Regions from separate parts of the Mus musculus genome. Here all the other regions are linked to region 1. Evidence: chromatin contacts called from public HiChIP or PLAC-seq and promoter capture Hi-C data. All regions are on one chromosome and are shown on one strand. Each heading gives the region's core, a stretch centred on a gene start, on an enhancer-like site or on the middle of the called end of the contact. The rest is flanking DNA. Distances are from core to core; before and after follow the strand shown.

The links. HiChIP or PLAC-seq counts read pairs in DNA pulled down with a chosen protein or histone mark. Capture Hi-C pulls out chosen DNA fragments and counts their contacts.
Region 2: a contact with region 1 is called in an H3K4me3 HiChIP or PLAC-seq map of craniofacial prominence, with 4 times the contacts expected there. The contact joins the enhancer-like site here to the promoter of Pknox2 in region 1. A contact is called at or near these places in 13 of 39 promoter capture datasets (the 3T3-L1 cell line, the HPC-7 cell line, cranial neural crest and 7 more), 12 of 484 Hi-C or Micro-C datasets (cranial neural crest, embryonic fibroblasts, embryonic stem cells and 8 more), 22 of 115 datasets of contacts at active chromatin or transcription factors (astrocytes, cardiomyocytes, craniofacial prominence and 13 more) and 4 of 9 other capture datasets (adipose tissue, embryonic stem cells, liver and 1 more).
Region 3: a contact with region 1 is called in a promoter capture Hi-C map of adipose tissue. The contact joins the promoter of Hepacam here to the promoter of Pknox2 in region 1. A contact is called at or near these places in 6 of 39 promoter capture datasets (the 3T3-L1 cell line, hippocampal neurons, liver and 2 more) and 3 of 9 other capture datasets (adipose tissue, liver and pancreatic islet).
Region 4: an H3K4me3 HiChIP or PLAC-seq map of embryonic limb bud shows a contact between it and region 1, with 4 times the contacts expected there. The contact joins the enhancer-like site here to the promoter of Pknox2 in region 1. A contact is called at or near these places in 3 of 39 promoter capture datasets (HPC-7-derived erythroid cells and embryonic stem cells), 9 of 484 Hi-C or Micro-C datasets (3T3-L1-derived adipocytes, cerebral cortex, cortical neurons and 5 more), 18 of 115 datasets of contacts at active chromatin or transcription factors (VIP interneurons, craniofacial prominence, differentiating embryonic stem cells and 11 more) and 3 of 9 other capture datasets (adipose tissue, liver and pancreatic islet).

What each region holds. Positions count from the first base shown.
Region 1 is chr9:37,145,932-37,148,631 of GRCm38.p6, reverse strand. Pknox2 (Pbx/knotted 1 homeobox 2) reads left to right here and starts at 1,310. Exons shown (of 13, transcript NM_001029838.2): 1 at 1,310-1,391.
Region 2 is chr9:37,012,065-37,014,764 of GRCm38.p6, reverse strand. The region is part of intron 2 of Pknox2 (Pbx/knotted 1 homeobox 2); the gene reads left to right. Among named protein-coding and RNA genes, the nearest start is that of Gm34538, 24 kb to the left of the region's middle. Within about 2 kb of position 1,429, at least 22 of the 459 cell types and tissues checked have an H3K27ac peak or open chromatin away from gene starts, as enhancers often do. A contact at or near this core is called in craniofacial prominence, where this site is marked.
Region 3 is chr9:37,366,205-37,368,904 of GRCm38.p6, reverse strand. Hepacam (hepatocyte cell adhesion molecule) reads right to left here and starts at 1,299. Exons shown (of 7, transcript NM_175189.4): 1 at 1,144-1,299. The coding sequence starts at 1,228.
Region 4 is chr9:36,932,497-36,935,196 of GRCm38.p6, reverse strand. The region is part of intron 6 of Pknox2 (Pbx/knotted 1 homeobox 2); the gene reads left to right. Among named protein-coding and RNA genes, the nearest start is that of Gm34652, 40 kb to the left of the region's middle. Within about 2 kb of position 1,251, at least 96 of the 459 cell types and tissues checked have an H3K27ac peak or open chromatin away from gene starts, as enhancers often do. A contact at or near this core is called in cerebral cortex, cortical neurons, craniofacial prominence and 4 more, where this site is marked.

The sequences.
Region 1 (2,700 bases), core at 61-2,560:
GCAGGACCTGGATAAAGAGCACATCTGGAATGTGATGCAGACGTCTCTGAGCCTTTGGATCTAATGATACTTCTCATTTTTGCCGGAATCCGAGGCAGGGGAGGAATGACCCAGAGGCTTGGAATGGAGCAAAGGGTAACCTCCCTCTGCTGGGGTTAGATCCTTTTCTGGGAACCTGACTGTCTGGATTCCCTCTTAGCTTTTCCTTAACTTTCAGTGACTTTGTTTAGGCTTCAGCCAGGCTCCTTTCCTGGTGTGAGAGTCACAGGATTCATTGTCACCTGCCTGTGGCCTGAAACCGCTTCTCAAGGGGGGCAGAAGGGATTCTCTGGTCCTCTGTGTAGGAGCTGAGCCAGTCTGCATCCTGAGTGGCTGAGCCTATACTTGGCACTCAGTAGGAAAGTCATCTTTGTTGACTAAATGGAGACATGCATGGTTGCACTGGCTTGATTTGGCTTTTCATTGTAGAAGTGACTTGGGTGAGGAGCCTGTTTGGTGTATGGAACAGATTGGACCACCCCAGCAAGCCCAAGCTGAAACAGTACTCCCCTCACCTTACGGTGCCCAGCCTCCGGGACACACTGGCTGGCTAAGCAGTTTTAAGAATGAAACAGCAGTGGCTTCCAAGCACTTGCCTGACATTTGCCAAGGGATAGCTTCTGATAAGGCTCTTTCCCTTGTTATCTTGCCCCTGAACCACCCCATCAACCCTCGGATGAACCAAGCGTCAGAGGAAGCCTACAGCAGGGGGAAAAAAAAAAGCTCTTGAGACCAGGGATAACTAACCACCTGAGCACCTTTGCTGGGGCCAAGGTAATGAGAATTATTCAAATGCAATCATAAAAATGAGGCCAGCCGGGCAGGAATGGGGTGGGGGTGTGATGGAGAGAACGTTTCTTGCCAGTTTGAAGATTCCTATTTTCTTGGGGTTCTCTTGAGGTACACAGAAAATTTCACCTCCTCTCAATCTCTTCAGCACCTGGTGTCTTGGAACTCGTCACCAGTTGATCGCTAAGGAGGACACCGGGTAGGGGTGCGCCTGCATTTCTGGGGTTCACTGCATCACCTCTGTCAGGCAACCCCCAGGTCTGGGCGCCTGCTGCCTCTCTCCAGCAGCAAGCAGGCCAGAGCCTGATGTCTGAGCCGAGCCTCCAGTAGAGGGAGACACTCTAGCAGCTCCTCGCCTGGGAAGCGGCCGGGTCCAGGAGTGGGTGGGGGCTATGGGGGGGGGGGAGAAAGGGGGAGTGGGGAGAGGGGAGGTGTGCGCGCGCGGGGAGGGGGGGGGAGGGAGTCCGGGGGGCGGGTCCCTGTGCCGCTGACGTCCCGAGCAGTGCTGGGAAGTATAGGCTGTGTTGTCACGCCGGTGTCAGTCTGATGAAGATTGGCATCAGGTAAGCTGTCATTCATTTCCATGTCAGAGACGCTTTTGCAGGCGGCGGCGGCGGCGGCGGCTGCTGCTGCGGGCGGCTGCCTCAGAGCGCGTGTGTTTTATTCCAGTCCCCAAGCCAGAGTATTATTCATTGCGACAGGGCAAGGAGGAGAGAGGGAGAGAGGGAGGCAGCAGGGAGGAGAGAGAGGGAGGCAGCAGGGAGGAGGGAGGCAGGGAGCAGAGAGGGACGGCGGGAGCGTGCAGAGAGAAGCTGGGGAAGCGCCGGGAGAGCGCGGAGCGAAGCCGCGCGAGGGGAGGCGAGGCTGGGCGAGGAGGCGGCGAGAAGCGCGCGGCCCACCCGCTCCCGGACCCGGCCGGTGCGCAGCTCCGTGCCCGCCTCGCTGCCGCCGCCTCGCCCCGCTCCCCTCTGGCCCAGGGCCGGGCGTGCATTGTTTGCGGTCGCAAGCAGCTGGGCAGCGGACTCAGAGCGCAGCGGCCCTAGAGCCTGTAGCGGGCGGGCTGGAAGCCGTGCACCCGGAGCTTCCCGGGACTCGAGCCCAGGGACGAGCGCGTCGGCCGGAGTCCCTGCGCAGGCGGCTCCTGGCTAGGCGCTCGGTGGGGGCGAGGCTGGGAACTGCGGGCGGGCTTCGGTTCTCCTTTCCCGGGCTCCAGGAGCCCTGTGGCTGGAGCTTCCTAGGTGTCACCAGCCCCGAGCTGCCTTCGAGTGGTTGGAAGCGGGAGCAGCCCTAGCCTGCGGCCGGGTGGCTGGAGTCAAGCAGTGGCGGCCGCGTCCTGCCCGGCCCGGGGAGGCAGGGAGAGTAGAGGTTTACCGGAGGATCAGTGGGGACAGGGGAACATGTGTGTGTGTGTGTGTATGTATGTGTGTGTGTATGGGGGGGGGGGAGGTGTTAGTCAGAGAAACCAGAACCCGAGGGGCGACGCTCAGGGACTCTAACTAGGAGTAGGAGGAGAATTTGTAGGGTCACTGGCTCTCTACGTATTGTTGGGTCTTTTGGGCGGGGAGGGGAGGATTAGGGGTCCTTGGCGAAGAGCTAGAAGATAAATTCGTAAAAGGGGGGGAGGTGGGCACGGAAAGCGTCCCGAGAAGAAAGCCGATGGGGATGGGGCAGGGTCCTGAATGTGCCGCGCGAAGTTTCTGTTTCTTTCGGGTTAGGCTGGCTTCCAAAGCCAAGGAAGAAACGAGCGCAGTGGGCCGCGCTGTCTGGAGAGTCCTTCACAGGGCAGCCAGGGTTCCCGCGCGGTCGGAAGACGCGGGTTGGGAGTGGGAGGGGGATGCGGATCAGCCCCTTAAAGGAGGGCTGGGTTTTGGA
Region 2 (2,700 bases), core at 180-2,679, 130 kb after region 1:
CACATCACTGAACTGGAGAGGGAATTAGCAGGTACTCAGAAAATAATACAGAAAAGATACTACTTAGGCTGCTGCACTTGGGAGGCTGAAGCAGGGGCATCAGCCTGGTTAGAGATCATGTCTCAGAGAAACAGAAAACGGGCTTGATGTACAGGCCTGAGGATCTGAGTTCAATCCCTGGAGCCCTCATAAAGGTAGAAAGAGAACATTGACTCCACAAATATAGCATTCACTGGCCTCCTATAATAATAACAAAAATTATATAAATAAATAAAAATATGGCCAAGCATGGTAGCACAGGCCTTTAGTCTCAGCATTCAGGAGGTAGAGGCAGGCAAATCTCTGTGCATTCGAGGTAAGCCTGGCTCACATAGGAAGTTCCAAGAGAACCAGGACTACATTGAGAGACCCTGTTTCTGTGTGTGTATGTGTGTATATATATATATATATACATGTATATCTATACATATATACATATATATACATACACACATATATATATATGATGAAAATACAACCCTCATACTACTGAAAGATATATTGTTTGTAGGAAAGACATTCCGTTTATTCTATGTTGGCAAAGCAAATAGATAGGTGCTTATTTTCTCATCCCACTGCAAGACTGTCTCCTTCTCCATCACTCCGGTTCTCCCCTTCCCTCACATAGATGCAGGTGATTCATATAACTAAAAAGTGACCAGGACACAGTACAGGTGAATTGAATCCCAAGGGGCTTCTTTGAAAATACAGGTTGTTGCAAAAAATCTAGAACAGTCCTCTTTAGTGAGGTGAGAGCTTCAGGCGTGGTGGCCTTAAAATAGGACTACTTGGGTAGAGGCCAAGAAAAGACGATGCCCTAGACACCAGACTGTGTCCCAGGGGTCTGTCTCGCTCAGTTCTGGCCTTGAAGATTTTCCAGTCTCCTTCGCTGGAAAGCCCCTGGCTTACAGGAAGCTGGGTGTTATCTTAAGGTCTGTAATCGGCCTGCCTGCTTTTCCAGCTGGAGCTGTTCATTCAGAACAATTAACATGCAGTTTAGAGCCGGAATGGAACATATGGCAGGGGGTCCCCAGGAGCCAGCACGTGGCAGCCCAGGAAGGAGGGGAGCAGCCTAGGAGACACAGGAGGGGGTGTTTGGAAAGGCGGGCTCTAAAGCCTGTTGCCTGGCCCAGGTATACCAGGATTTCATACTGGAAGAAAGGAAATGGGGGTTGGAGTAAACTCCATATACATCCCAACACTATGTGAAAAAACCTGAAAAGTCCCATAAACCTATTTCTATGGTATTCTTCCCCAGAAAGTTCCAGGGCAAGTACTTGGGAGTTGTTTGGGGTGAGCACTGGGAAACAGAGATGCTCATTCATCCTCCATACATATATGCCCTGTACTGTATACTGACTTGGGTATTAGCAATCAATCTGTGAAAGAAACTCAAGGTCTTTGTTCCCCACGGAGCTGTCATCCCAGTGTGGGTGGGGCATCACTTAGTCAACATAATATGTAAACTGCTGAGAGTGTTGGAGAGCCTGTTAGCCTTGAGACAGAGTTAAGGATCTGAAAGCTTTGAACCAAAATGTTTCCAGATTTTAGTTCACTTTACTTATTTATTATTTTTTTAATTCTAGTATTTGCATGTGCAAAGAGGTAGAGATGAAGCTCAAATATAAACATGATTCCCTGTGTGCTGCATACGATTGTATGTACTGGTGTGTGTGTGTGTGTGTGTGTGTGTGTGCACCTGTATAGATGTGCATGGGCAGAAGTCCATGTCAGGTGTCTCTATTGCTTTCTACCTTACTTTTTGAGAAAGAGTCTCACACTCACCCTTGAGCTCACGGGTTTGGCAAGGCTGGCTGCTCAGTGAGCTCTAGGACATTTTCTGGCTCCACCTTCCCAGTGCTGGGGCTGCAGAGATGGACACTTAACTTTTTAAAAGGGTGCTGGGGATCCAAATCAGGTCCTCATGCTTGTTTGGCAAGTATTTTACAGCTGGGCCCAGCTCCCCTTAGACATGAAATTCCTTCATGTTTCATGTGCACCTTATGCACATACCCTGGATGTAATGTCATATAGTATCTATAGTGTACAAGCATTTCTACTACAACCTGTGACATGACAGGTATGGGGTTTCCCAATTCTAGTATCATACGCATCCTCCAAAATGGCTCTGATTTTAGAGCACTGTTGATTTTGGATTTTTGCATAGAGAATAAATCAACGGTACCTGGCTGTATTTAATTTATATTCAATGATGTGATAATTCAGCTTTTAAAAAATCATGGTCAGGTTTTCTAAGCTAGCAATTGGGAGAGTCTGGATCCTAAGCTTCTGGCTACTCTCATCTTGCTTTGACGATGGCTAGAATGCCTACACAAACGAGGTGTTTGCTTGGGTTTTCCAGCGTGCCCATAGGAGTGTTCTCAGAAAAAGCCAGGCCTTGCCAACTCTGCACTCTTTGCCTCTCAGAGAACACAGGCTCTCCATACCTTCCACGTGCCCCAGCTCAGAAGCCATCATGATCTGACAGTGCCTGCTCATGGAGCGCCCGCTGGGCCCTCTGGGGAGGAGGTGCAGAATAGCACTGCCACCCACCCCTAGCCCATCCCTACTCTGCTCGGACGGTAAGCAGGTGTCATGCAGGCAGGGTCTGGAAGCAGACAGCAACACTCTGGCTTGGAAGACAAATGGCACTAACAACGC
Region 3 (2,700 bases), core at 50-2,549, 220 kb before region 1:
TTGTTTCATGGGCTCAGAGGAATGAAATCGGCCTCCATCCTCATCTATTTTGCCTTGTTTCTCCTTCAGTGCCTCACTGAAGACCAAGAGATCTAAAAAGTAAAACTCACCCTGCCAGTTCCCAAATCAAAGATCATGCAGCGTCCCCATCGACCATTTATAGACTCAGTCTCATTTTCTGAGAAAGGTTTACAAGGCTTCTACTGAACTCAGTTCACACTTTTCCCTAAGCAATGCTGAACTTCTGGGCTCCGCCTAAACACACGATACTATTTCAAGCTCTTGACCTTTGTCCCAACAATAATCTCGCTCACGCTCCTACCTATTTTCCCCGTCTTCTGAGATTCAGTGCATACTTTCTATAAGGAAACATTCCCTGGGTCTCAACGCCCACCAGCATCCTGCCCCACCAGCCCCAGCATCCTGCCCCACCAGCCCCAGCTTCCTGGATGGAGGCAGGTGACTTTTTTTTTTTTTTCTGATTCCTGCTTTTTGTTAAAATGATCTATGTATCCGCTTGCCACATTAAGATGTGCATTTCTAGGTTCCCTGTAATTGTGTGTATGAACATATAAATATCTACAGTACTTAAAATAAGACCAGTTCTCTATAGTGTTACTAGGGGGCGCTACAAGAGGTAGGTGTCTATGGCTTGGAGTAAATTATGACTAGGACTGACTGCTATCCTAAACCAGGAGGCTCATTATCTACAAAGTTTCTTTCATCTTTCACGATGTTTGACACTCAGAGAAGCCACAGTAGAGGTTTGGGAGGTGCAAAACCAAGATTTCCCCTCCCCCTTCTCCCACCAAGAGCTCACATAAGCCCTTAAAAAGAATGCTGGTCTGGCCCACGCCAGCAAGTCATCCCATAAGAAGTGGCATGATGCCTTTCCAGCTAATGTACTGAATGCCGTGGGCGCTCCAAAGTCATGCAGCCTTTCGGGGAGGGGGCCGGGGGCCAGGCGGGAAGCACAGGGAATGAACAGATATATTCAACATTGACTCCTGAATTCACTGAGATGCTTCCCACGGCCACTGAGCGCTCTCCCCTCCTCCAGCCCCGAAGGTATCAGGCTCTGCTCTCCCCTTCCCTCTGTCAAATGCCCCCCAGTTCTTTTCTCTAGACCCTCTGATCTCTTACCTGGCTGGATGAGAAGCAGGTAGACAAAAGGAGAGAGGCGCAGAGCCCTGGAGGCTCTTGACAGGGCTCCCCTTTCTCTCTTCATTTTGGGTGGCGTTCTCCAGCTCTGGTGCAGACAATTAGCATGATTTCTCCACTCCGGGCACGTCCCTTTGTACCACTCGGAGTTTCTCTGCCCGAGCACAACCCTGCCAACTTCCCTCTGAATACACAGAGCTCTGTGTGTTGCTGGCCTTGTTCTCTCCTCTCGCTTTGCTCAGACCTAGCATTTTCTACTTTCCAAGCCCTTCGCCCCTTAGTTTGGACAGGAGTATCTGTTTAGATGTTAATAGCAGGTTCCATCCTATGGGGCTCAGGTGGTCCAGTGGTTCTTGGCTTGTCTTTCAATAAAGTCCCACTCCCAAGGCAGAGGCAGATCTGGGCTCATAAATGTGTTCCAATTTAGAAGGCTCCACCTCACATTCCTCCTTCTGTTTCAGGACGGACTTCTAATAAGAGAGAAAAGGTGGCCGGGTGGGTATGGGAGGGGGTGTTTTTTGGATATCTCGAGAAATGAGAGACGTCAAAGAATTACTGAAGAAGTGGTGTTTTAGCCCACAAGAAGAAAATTGGAAAAGGGTTTGATTTCGGTTACTTTCATGCCTGTTCTAGTTGGGATTGTCTCTTATCACAGGTTCAGATAGATGCTGGGAGTGTCTTTCCAGAGTCCACTGTCATCCCCTTCCCTGCAGTCAGTGCTCTAGGACATGTCAGAGTAAAGATGAGGTTAATGCTCCACACTCCGGCACCCTTGGGTTCTCCCATCAGTGTGATAGCCTAGCCTGCCTCCTGGCCATGCCTTCTCATAAAACGCTCGGTAACTCTGCAGTAATGGAATGGACTCAGTATCTTTGAGCCCTTGAGTTTTACCTCTGTAAAATGGCTAAAACAATGGCCTCCCCGGAGGAATTGTTGGGAGGATTGGTGAAGGTTGCTACAGAACACCCAGCAAATTCTTAGTTAGGAGAAATCATTTAAGTGAGTGTGCCGGGCTCACCCGTAGTCCCAGCACTAAGGAGGCAGAGGCAGGAAGACTGGGAGTTCAAGGCCAATCTGAGGTTCACAGTGATACCCCTGTTTCAAAAAACCGAAACAGGGGCACGCCTGTGATCTCAGCACTTGCAGGGTTGAGCCCTTGGAAAACTGCTCTGAGTTTGAGACAAGTTTGGGCTACATCATGAGTTCCAGGCTGAGCTGGGCTGCAACATGAGACCCCCATCTCAGCAGAATGAAACAGAAACCCCAAATGAATCAACAAAACACCAAAAAAGGGCATTTTATTTCTATTTTATTTTTCTTAGTTACACATGAATATACTTAATCTTAAAGTAAAAATTAGTCTATGTTGATAGACTTAAAATTTGAAAGCCACCCATCAGGCTTCCCCCCTAGTTTTAGTTCCCCCCCTTTAATTTTATGCTAAAACATTTAAATTAAGACAGAATTCATATATCAGGAAATTCACCCTTTTAGAATGTACAGTTCAGTGGCTTTAGTATTTTCACAAGGTTCTGAGAC
Region 4 (2,700 bases), core at 2-2,501, 210 kb after region 1:
CACTGGCCTGGAGGTTTGCGGTCTGGTGATGATTTAAAAGTGGGAGCAGGGCTCAGACGGGGAAGAAGCTCTTACTGGCTGCAAGGAATATTAGTGAAAGCTCCCAAGTCTACCTCTGCTCATCCCTGGCTCTTTCCCTCCCTAGCAGGCATCGAACCCTGGCTGCAGTCTCGAAGATTCCAGTGTGCTGGTCCTCCAGCTGGTGGAGGGCCAGGCTAACTTAGCCCTGCCCTGCTCCTCAGCTAGTTGGAATTAGGAGACTTTGCAATTTGGAAAGGAAAGTCTCAAATTTAGCCTCAGGCAGCTATGGAGCAAAGAGACAGCTCTTTCAAAAAGTCAGGATATGCTTGAGAAAGGGTAACTGCACGCGTGCACACATGTAATGAGCTTTGCGTCAGTATTTATTCTCGGTAGGACCTTGGTGACCGAACCCCTTGATGCTCAGTTTCCTCATCTATACAGCTAACTATACCCAACTCATGCGACTGGGATAAATTAACTGGATGGCTCATAGACTTGGCCCTTAAAAATGTTTTGCATCTGAAAATTCATCTCAATGTGGTATCGTGTTCTAGATCCACAGGCTTACCTCCTGGCTGTCAAAGACACACCATGGTCAGGAGCCTGAAACGTTTAGGGTAGGATAGGGAAATCCAACAGTCCCCTTTGCCATTGGTTCCTAGCCCTATGTCAAAAGGAGGAGACACAGAGGCCAAGCACAGGAGCCATCATTAGGACAAGAATCATGTCGCCAGCACAGCCGAGATGCACATAATTAGAAATTAGAAAAAGGTCAGATCCCGTTATTACCAGCTCAATCAGCTACCGAGTGCCACAGCCAGTTAATTTGGCATCTGTATTTTTTACAACCCCGCACACGTAGCCCAACGGACTGTAACTCTTTCTCCGGACAGATATACTGCGCAGCCAAGCAGGGACATAAAATGAGGGACCCCAAGCAAATGAGCTGAGATAATTGAGAGATTTATTTTTTATATATGTGTGTGTGAGGGCAGCTTTCCTTTGCCCTTGAATATTGACTTTCATAGATGAGATTGTCGGGAGGGCACTGGATTCCCCCAAATCTTTGCCCCTCTGAACACCCTCCTCCAGCCCCTCTCTGACCCTCCCCTGCTTTCTCCCACCTCTTGGGAAGCCCCGTTCTTCCTTCCCTCCCTGTAGCTCTTTGCCTGTCACACCCTCCCGTGCTCCTCACAGTCTCCCAGAGCCGCTTTTCCTGACAAGTCTCCATGGAAACAGCTGAGTCAGCTCTCCCAGTACCGCCCCAAATTTCTGAGAGAGGATCCAAGTTAGAGATTTCTGAGGGAGGGAATCCTGGAAGCTTGCTGCTCCACAGCGCCTCTACTGTGAGGAAAACGTAATTACAAAAAGGTTGGGGTTAGAAACCCAACCTTAGAAAGATGTCCACTCCCATCTCCTTTTACTCACAGCGATCCTCACGTCCATAGAAGAGAACCCTGGTCTTTGACTCCTGATTTTGTGCCTCTCCCACTGACACTCCGCCTCTCCCTGGTGACAATAAAGCCTTCACATAAGAGAATGAAACCAATATCTCCTTGGAGCCCCGACTAGGACCTTCCCCAGATCCATTTCGGGGGCAGCTTTCTATTCTCAGGTGGTTAAATCAGGAATCCCTGGTGACCCCTCTGGGATATAGTACAGTTCCTACACCATGCTTCTTTCTAACCTGGCCTCCAGATCCGACACCCTCCCTGGGCCTAGCAGCCTCTGACTGGCACTTGGTAAAGTTTGTAAAATTTGCAAGTTCCCCAAACCCCTTTGAAAGGTAAAAGCTTTTTGTTTTATAAAATCTGATTTACGGGCCCCCGGTGCAAGGCCAAGGTTTTATATATTATGCAAGATTTCAAACTAAGGCTGTAAAACGTACGGTTTCAGTTTCATGCATGGAATTTTTTTATGTGTAAATTTTTTAACATTTATGGGGCACGTTTTAATGAGACTCTGGTGTGGCTCCAGGGACAGATTATAGCTGCCTGACCGCAAAGCCAGTTCCAAAATGGGGCCTCCCAGGCCCCTGGGCCTACTCTGAAGAGGCAGGCCTGGAGGCCAGAGGCTAGGAGTGAGGAGTCACTTGAAGGAACCAGCTCAGAGCTGTAGGCCCACAGAGACCTCAGCAAGCCCTGATCTGAGAGTCACTCACCTTATCCTCCAGTCCAGGCTCTTGCCTAGAAGGGAGCTGAAAACCTCACAGACACCAGAAACAGCAAGAGAAATAAGCATATCAATGATGATGATAATTAACATTTATAGACCACTTACAGGTACCAGGTGCTATCCTAAGTTATTTGCATCTATTATCTTATTTAAAACTCACAAAGCTTAATATTAATATTAACAATATTATCCCCATTTTGCTGGAGGCACTTGCTTCAATTCTCAGACCACTTCCCCTTCTCAATTTCTCTCTCTCTCTCTCTCTCTCTCTTGCATACTGTCTGTGTGTGTGTGTGTGTGTGTGTGTGTGTGTGTGTGTGTGTGTGTGTGTGGTTTTATCTCTGGTGGCCTGGCTGCTACACTGGCTATCCAAACATCCCAGGGACCCTCTGTCTCCAGCCCTCCAGCACTGGGATTATAAGCACAGGCCACCACGCCCATCATTTTTATGTGAGTGCTGAGTATAGAACTCAAGTCCTAATGCTTGTGTAGCAAGCGATTTAC